Linked DNA regions of Sus scrofa: region 1 is linked to region 2. The links are chromatin contacts, called in public HiChIP or PLAC-seq maps. All regions are on one chromosome and are shown on one strand. The core of a region is the stretch at or near the end of the contact, and the rest is flanking DNA. Distances in the headings are between cores, read along the strand shown.

Evidence for each region. HiChIP or PLAC-seq counts read pairs in DNA pulled down with a chosen protein or histone mark.
Region 1: an H3K27ac HiChIP or PLAC-seq map of alveolar macrophages shows a contact between it and region 2. The contact joins the promoter of ZNF688 here to the promoter of SRCAP in region 2. A contact is called at or near these places in 2 of 47 Hi-C or Micro-C datasets (embryonic fibroblasts and heart right ventricle) and 1 of 2 datasets of contacts at active chromatin or transcription factors (alveolar macrophages).

The regions. Positions count from the first base shown.
Region 1 is chr3:17,789,995-17,793,025 of Sscrofa11.1, reverse strand. It overlaps ZNF688 (zinc finger protein 688), which reads right to left and starts at 1,596. Exons shown (of 2, transcript XM_013992457.2): 1 at 372-1,596. The coding sequence starts at 567.
Region 2 is chr3:17,701,352-17,704,697 of Sscrofa11.1, reverse strand. SRCAP (helicase SRCAP) reads left to right here and starts at 1,836. Exons shown (of 34, transcript XM_005653006.3): 1 at 1,836-2,163.

The DNA of each region.
Region 1 (3,031 bases), core at 347-2,846, 89 kb before region 2:
CTGGGCGGCGGGGCTCCAAGCCTCACTCTCCTGTTCCATCCAAGAGATGAGGGCTGGTTTGGGGCCTGGGAATCCTGGGAGAGAACAGGGATCACAGTGCTGGCCTGAGAGGCTGCCCTGTCAGGGTGAGGGCACCTCCTCGGAGTTCAGGCTCAACCTGGACAGGGTGGGTCTGCAGGGCTCCTGCCCGAAGCGGGCGGGTGCGGGTGGAAGGACTCGGAGAGGGTGCCTGAAGTGCTGGGGGGATGGGAGGTGGCTGGTGCCATTGGCGGAATAGTGCGGGGTCGGGGCTCACGATCCTCTCGGTTCTTATGTCATCTCCCCTCTGAACCCCAGTGAAGGTGGAGGGGTGCTCTGACCCGGGGCCTCACCGAGCGCGCCCAGGTGGCCGTAGGTCTCCCGCATCACGTCCCGGTACAGGGCCCTCTGCGCGGGCCGCAGACACCCCCACTCCTCCGGGGAGAAATACACGGCCACGTCCGCGAACCTCACGGCCGCGGGCTTCTTGCAACCCGGCCCAGTATCCCCCGGTCTCAGCACCGGGAGCCGGGCCGGAGGCGGCGCCATGGGGCCTCCCAGCCCCGAGCAGCGGCCGCCTGGTCCCCGCGCCCGGCCTCAGCTTTCGTCGTCCGCAGGAAGGGCTCCCGAACCCGGCCCCGCCCAGCCTCGGCTTCCGAGCGCGGCCGAGGGACTGAGGGAGCAAGGACTGGCGGTTTGGGATTCAGGATTCTGATGCGGACAAACAGACCCCCCTCGGTGTTTATTCACTTCACGGGCAGCTTCGATTTAGACAACCGGGTTGAGGGACCCGGAAGGTACCTTCAGAAAATATGGCGATATTCCTGGCTTCAGTTGCCACTGGTTGCCCTTAAGGGCGCCACCCATTGACCTTATCAAACATGGCGCCGGTCTGGCTTCTCTGGCTTCATCGTTCACTTGCCCTTAAATACAATGGCCTCGCAGGTGGGTTTTGAGGGAAGTGCCTGGCGGCAGGGAGTAGAGGAGGCGGAGGGGAGCTTTCTAGCTTTCAAGAAACGTGGACGGGGAACTATCTTACATATCCTGTGATAAACCATAATGGAAAAGACTATGAAAAAATACATGTATGTGACTGAGTCACTTAGCTGTAGAGCAAATTTAACACAATATTGTCAATCTATACTTCAACAGAATTTAAAATAAAACTTAAAAGGGAAAGAAAGATAGACAGACAGGAGGCTTCCAACACTCTCCCTGCCCATGCTGCACCGCGGCCAATCAGGGGGACTCTGGAACCCACAGAGGACCTAGCTTTGGGGAGCTTGGTTTGGATCCCAGTTTCCCTCCACACCTCCTTGCGGTAGGATCCAGAAGCCATCCCCAGCCTCTGCAGCCAAACCCTGGGGAGGTGGGGACAGCAGAGATGGAGACCAGGTACTGTGGGTTTGCAGTCCAACCCACCCACAGCTGTGAAGCCACCCGCAGCTCCGCTTGCTCAGTCTCTGGACTTGAGCCACGGATGGAGGAAAGTGCTTGATGAGGCTGGAATTGGAATGAGGGAGGTTTTTTGTTTTTGTTTTGTTTGTTTTTCTGTCTTTTTAGAGCCACATCCTCGGCATATGGAGGCTCCCAGGTTAGGGGTTGAATCGGAGCTACAGCCGCTGGCCTATGCCACAGGCACAGCCACGCCAGATCCAAGCTGCATCTGCGACCTACACCACAGCTCACAGCAGCACCAGATCCTTAACCCACTGAGCGAGGCCAGGGATCAAACCCAAGTCCTCATGGATATTAGTCAGATTCCTTACCATCAAGTCACAACGGGAACTCCCTGTACTCATTTTAGACACTATGGGCACCCTGTTAGTCTATTTGATATTTAACTTCTAGCCCATTCCCTTCTTTTCCCCAATACTTAATGCAATAAATGATAGTAACATATCCTATGTATGTTGTTATTATATTGATTTTCTTGTCAACTGCTTACTTTTCCTGAAAAAAAAAATTTTTCCTGGCATATGGAAGTTCCCAGGCTAGGGTACCAATCGGACCTGCAGCTACCAGCCTACACCAAGCCACAGCCACAGCCGCTCCAGATTCAAGCTGATTCTTCGACCTCAACTGAAGCTCAAGGCAACACTGGATTGTTAACCCACTGATCAAAGCCAGGGATTGAACCTGCTTCCTCATTTGATACTAGTCAGGTTCTTAACCTGCTGAGCCACCATGGGAATTCCTTCTTGAATTTTCTTTCTTTTTTTTTTTTTTTTTTTTGTCTTTTTTGTTATTTCTTGGGCCGCCCCTGTGGCATATGGAGGTTCCCAGGCTAGGGGTCGAATCGGAGCTGTAGCCACCGGCCTACGCCAGAGCCACAGCAATGCGGGATCCGAGCCGCGTCTGCAACCTACACCACAGCTCACGGCAACGCCAGATCGTTAACCCACTGAGCAAGGGCAGGGACCGAACCCGCCACCTCATGATTCCTAGTCGGATTCGTTAACCACTGCGCCACGCCGGGAACTCCCCCTTCTTGAATTTTCTAATTGTCTTTCTTTCCTCCTTACATTATTTACCCTGCTTCTTAAAGTTGTGCACATTGCCAAAGATAGCATCAAATCTCAAATCCCCTTTTTTTTTTTTTTCTGGGAAATTTCCCTCCTTAGGCCCTCAGTCGGGTTAAGCATCCAGTGTTTGCCATGAGCTGCGATGTTGATTGCAGGCACGTCTGGGATCTGGTGTTGCTGTGGACTCTGGAATGTTTGCTCTGTGATTGGGCCAGGTGGTGTACTGGATGGCAACCACTCCTTGATAGACAACCCCTCATGCTCCATCGCTTTTTCGCTTGGGCCTCTTCTGCCCTCCTTTCTTCTTACTCCCATCCCTGGATTCTAAGACAGGGAAAAAGATAAAACTTGAAATTTAGCAGTGTGTTCCAGCCGTTGGCCTGCCTTAGGAGGCAGCGTGAATGGCTGAGTATATGGCCCCTGGGAGTGAAGCTCAAAGACTGGTGCCTTAACAAGTCTTGAAACTTGGCCTGGAGTAAAAGCAAACT
Region 2 (3,346 bases), core at 587-3,086:
CCAGGAGTTTAGTAACATTTTGGGGGGGTGGGGTGGACAATCCATGAATCCAGATACGATGCAATCGGTACTTCATGAAGTCCAGGAGGCTATGGGAGCCAGAAGGGGTATTAAGCCAGCCTGTGAGTGGTCAAGAGTGGTCACCTGGGGGTTGTGAAGGAAACTTCTGAAGGAAAAATATTGAAAAAGGATGAAAAAGTACATGAGAAGGCTAAGAAATACGAGATCTTTCGGGAGCTTGGTGTTGTTCTATGAGATAGTCTCAGAAATATGTAAGCTTGGTCTGGAAAAAAAGACTTTGAACTGGGCCTAAACGATTGGGCATTTATCCACTTTTTTCAATCAACAAATCTACCTTGCATGCTTCTGTATGCCTTGAGGCTCTAGCACAGGTCAGCGGTAGCAAACTGGCAGCCTGTGGCTGAATCTGATGTATTTTGGCCCACATTCCTGTAGGGTGAACATTGGTTTGAGCTGACTATTCCTTTTGGTCAGAGTATACGGCCTCCTGTTCCTAACATTCCTCATCTGCCCCTCTTTGCTTTATTTACATCATCTTCTTGGTCCTTCTAGGTTTGAGTTTTCAACCACTGGTATTTGCTGTAAGAAAAACAGAACTTCGGAGTTCCCGTCGTGGCGCAGTGGTTAACAAATCCGACTAGGAACTATGAGGTTGCGGGTTTGATCCCTGCCCTTGCTCAGTGGGGTCAAGGTTCCGGCGTTGCGGTGAGCTGTGGTGTAGGTCGCAGACGCGAATCGGATCCTGCGTTGCTATGGCTCTGGCGTAGTCTGGCGGCTACAGCTCTGATTCGACCCCTTGCCCGGGAACCTCCATATGCCATGGGAGCGGCCCAAGAAATGCCAAAAAGACAAAAAAAATTAAAAAAATAAAATAAAAAAAATATTAAAAAAAGAGAAAGTTTAAAAAAAAAAGAAAAAGAAAAACAGAACTTCAAGTCAAGGTCAGAGAGAATCATCAACTCTTAGAGTAGAATGGAGATCTAAACTGAGCAGGTGAAGAGCTGAATGAAAGCTTTATTATGGCCTCCTAACCTGGCTCCTGGGTGGTCGGCCCTCATGAGGTAGATTTTGTGACAGTGCTTGTAACCTTGTGACTTAGACTGCTTGGCTATGAATCTTGGCTTTGAGCTCTATTACTCTATGAGCCTCAAATCATTTATAAATGGAGCATTGTTGGGATTGAGATCGTGCACAAGGTGCCCTCAGTAAAAGGTACGTTATTATTATTATTCTATTCCAGGGTGAGGGTATCAGATTCTCAAATGAGTTCCCTGGTGGCGCAGCGGGTTGAGGATCTCCGGTGGTCACTGATGGGGCTCTGGTCCCCACTTTGGCACGGATTTGATCCCTGGCCAGGGAACTTCCGCATGCCCGGCGTGCAGCCAACCCAACCATTACCAAAAAAACCCCCAAAACACAACAAATTTAAGGGGTTCTTAACTCAGAAAGTTGGCGACCTGATGCATAAATGCTTAGGAGCTATCAACAATACCACCCATGTGTCAAATGCATTGGCTCTATACGAGTGGACTGCAACGGGAATCCAGAGATCCAGGCTCCACTGCTAACTTGCTGAAAGTACCTGAGAAATTCCTTCAGCTCTCTGGGTGATCTATAAAAGAAGGTACGGTGGCCACGTCCCAGTGGGCAGCTGCAATGCAGCCCCAGTGGCAGGTTAGCCGGTGGAGGGTAAAGAGCTCTGCTGCGGGAAAGGCGCGGAGCCTCCGGGCGGACTACATTTCCCAGCCTGCCTTGCGCTTCGGGTAGCGCCCTACGTTAGCACGCGAGGCTCCCTGCTCTCCCAACCTCCAGTTACTGTCTCGCGAGAGGACGGGCCGCGCCGGCGGTAGCGATAGTGAGCTGTGGTGGTGGCGGTGGTGTTGGTGGTGGCGGCCGAGACGGCGGCGGCCATTTTGGTGAGGCCTCGGAAGCGGCGGCGGCGGTTCGCTGCGAGTAGCGTCTCCCATTTTCCCCACCCACCTCCCGCATCTCTGTGCCGTGAGAGGAAGCAGTGGAAGCAAGGCGGTGGCAGTAGCCGCGGGCCTCAGGGGGATTTAAAGGCCGCGAAGGAGGCGGCAAAGAGGGGGCCCTCCCCCTCCTCGGCGGGAGGGGGGGGTGGTGCGCACGCCCCCGAGGACGCAGGTAAGGAGAGGGAGACAAGATGGCGGACGCTCCACAGTTCCCCCTCCCCTGACGGCTGACTGCGCGCGCATCTTTCCGCCACCGCCTCCCCTCCCACCTTCCCGGGGTGCTGCGCGCGCACCTTCGGCCGGGGCCCCGGGGCCGGTGCGCGAGGCTGTCGGCGCGCGCCCATAGAGACAGGCTGAGGGGGGCCAGACCGGCCGGCACTGGGCTGGGGCGCGTCTTCTCTCCCCTTCCGCCCGTCTGCGCACGCGTGCCTGAGCGAGCGAGCGAGCCCTGAGAGGACGGACCCAGGTGCGCTCCTGCCCGCCCACCAACCCCAGCCCCCCACCTCAGGGGCGCGCGAGAAGAGGAAGGGGGGCGTGGGACGAGTAGTTGGGGCGCGCGCCCACCATATCCAGTCCGGAGCCAAGATCTGGCGGCACGAACCCTTCCTTATCTTAAGCTCTCTCGGTCTGGTGGTGGGGGGCTCCCTGACGGGCAGGGACGAGAGGCTTCCCAGCCCTGCGACCCTTGTGTGCGTGGGTTTGGGTTCTGGCGGGAGCCCCGGGGCGGTGAGCACAGCCGGCTCTCTCCGCCTCCAGGCGCGCACGCGCGGGCCCCTCCCCCAGTCTGTCGCGCACGTTGGGTGCGGTGGGAGTCTGGAGGGGGCGGGGCCATCTTAGGGCTAGTGGCAACTTGGGGCAGAGGTCAGGGGTCACGCCGGGTCAGGCTGTTGGGACGGCTTAGGAGATGGTGATGAAGCCTGGGGTCAAGAGTTCGGGCTTCTTGGATCCTGGTTAGCTTGAGTCCAGTGAATCAGTTGTGGAAGAGGGAGTGAATCAAAGGCTGCAGTGTGGTTAAGGAGCTTCCTTAAACACTGGGGAAACACTTCCGGGCCTTGTGTGGGTTTACCCTGCCTATTTCCGGGGCATGGGTCTTTGCTGTTCGGCCTTTCTCCCCTCCTGACTGCTCCTCTAAGGTCTCCTGTTGTAGTTCTTGTGTTTGGGGAAGTGTCTCCTGGCGCAGCATAGGAGGCCCAGGGCCCTGCCTTGAGAAAGGTTGGATTCTCCTATGTTCAGCCCTTACTGGAAAGGAGAGCAGGCTGCCAGGCTGCCAGTACCTTTTGAGCTTCTGGATGTGATAACTTGTTTGGCTTTGTTAATTTGCTCTTCATTCAGTGGTTGGAGCCTTTTACCTTTAA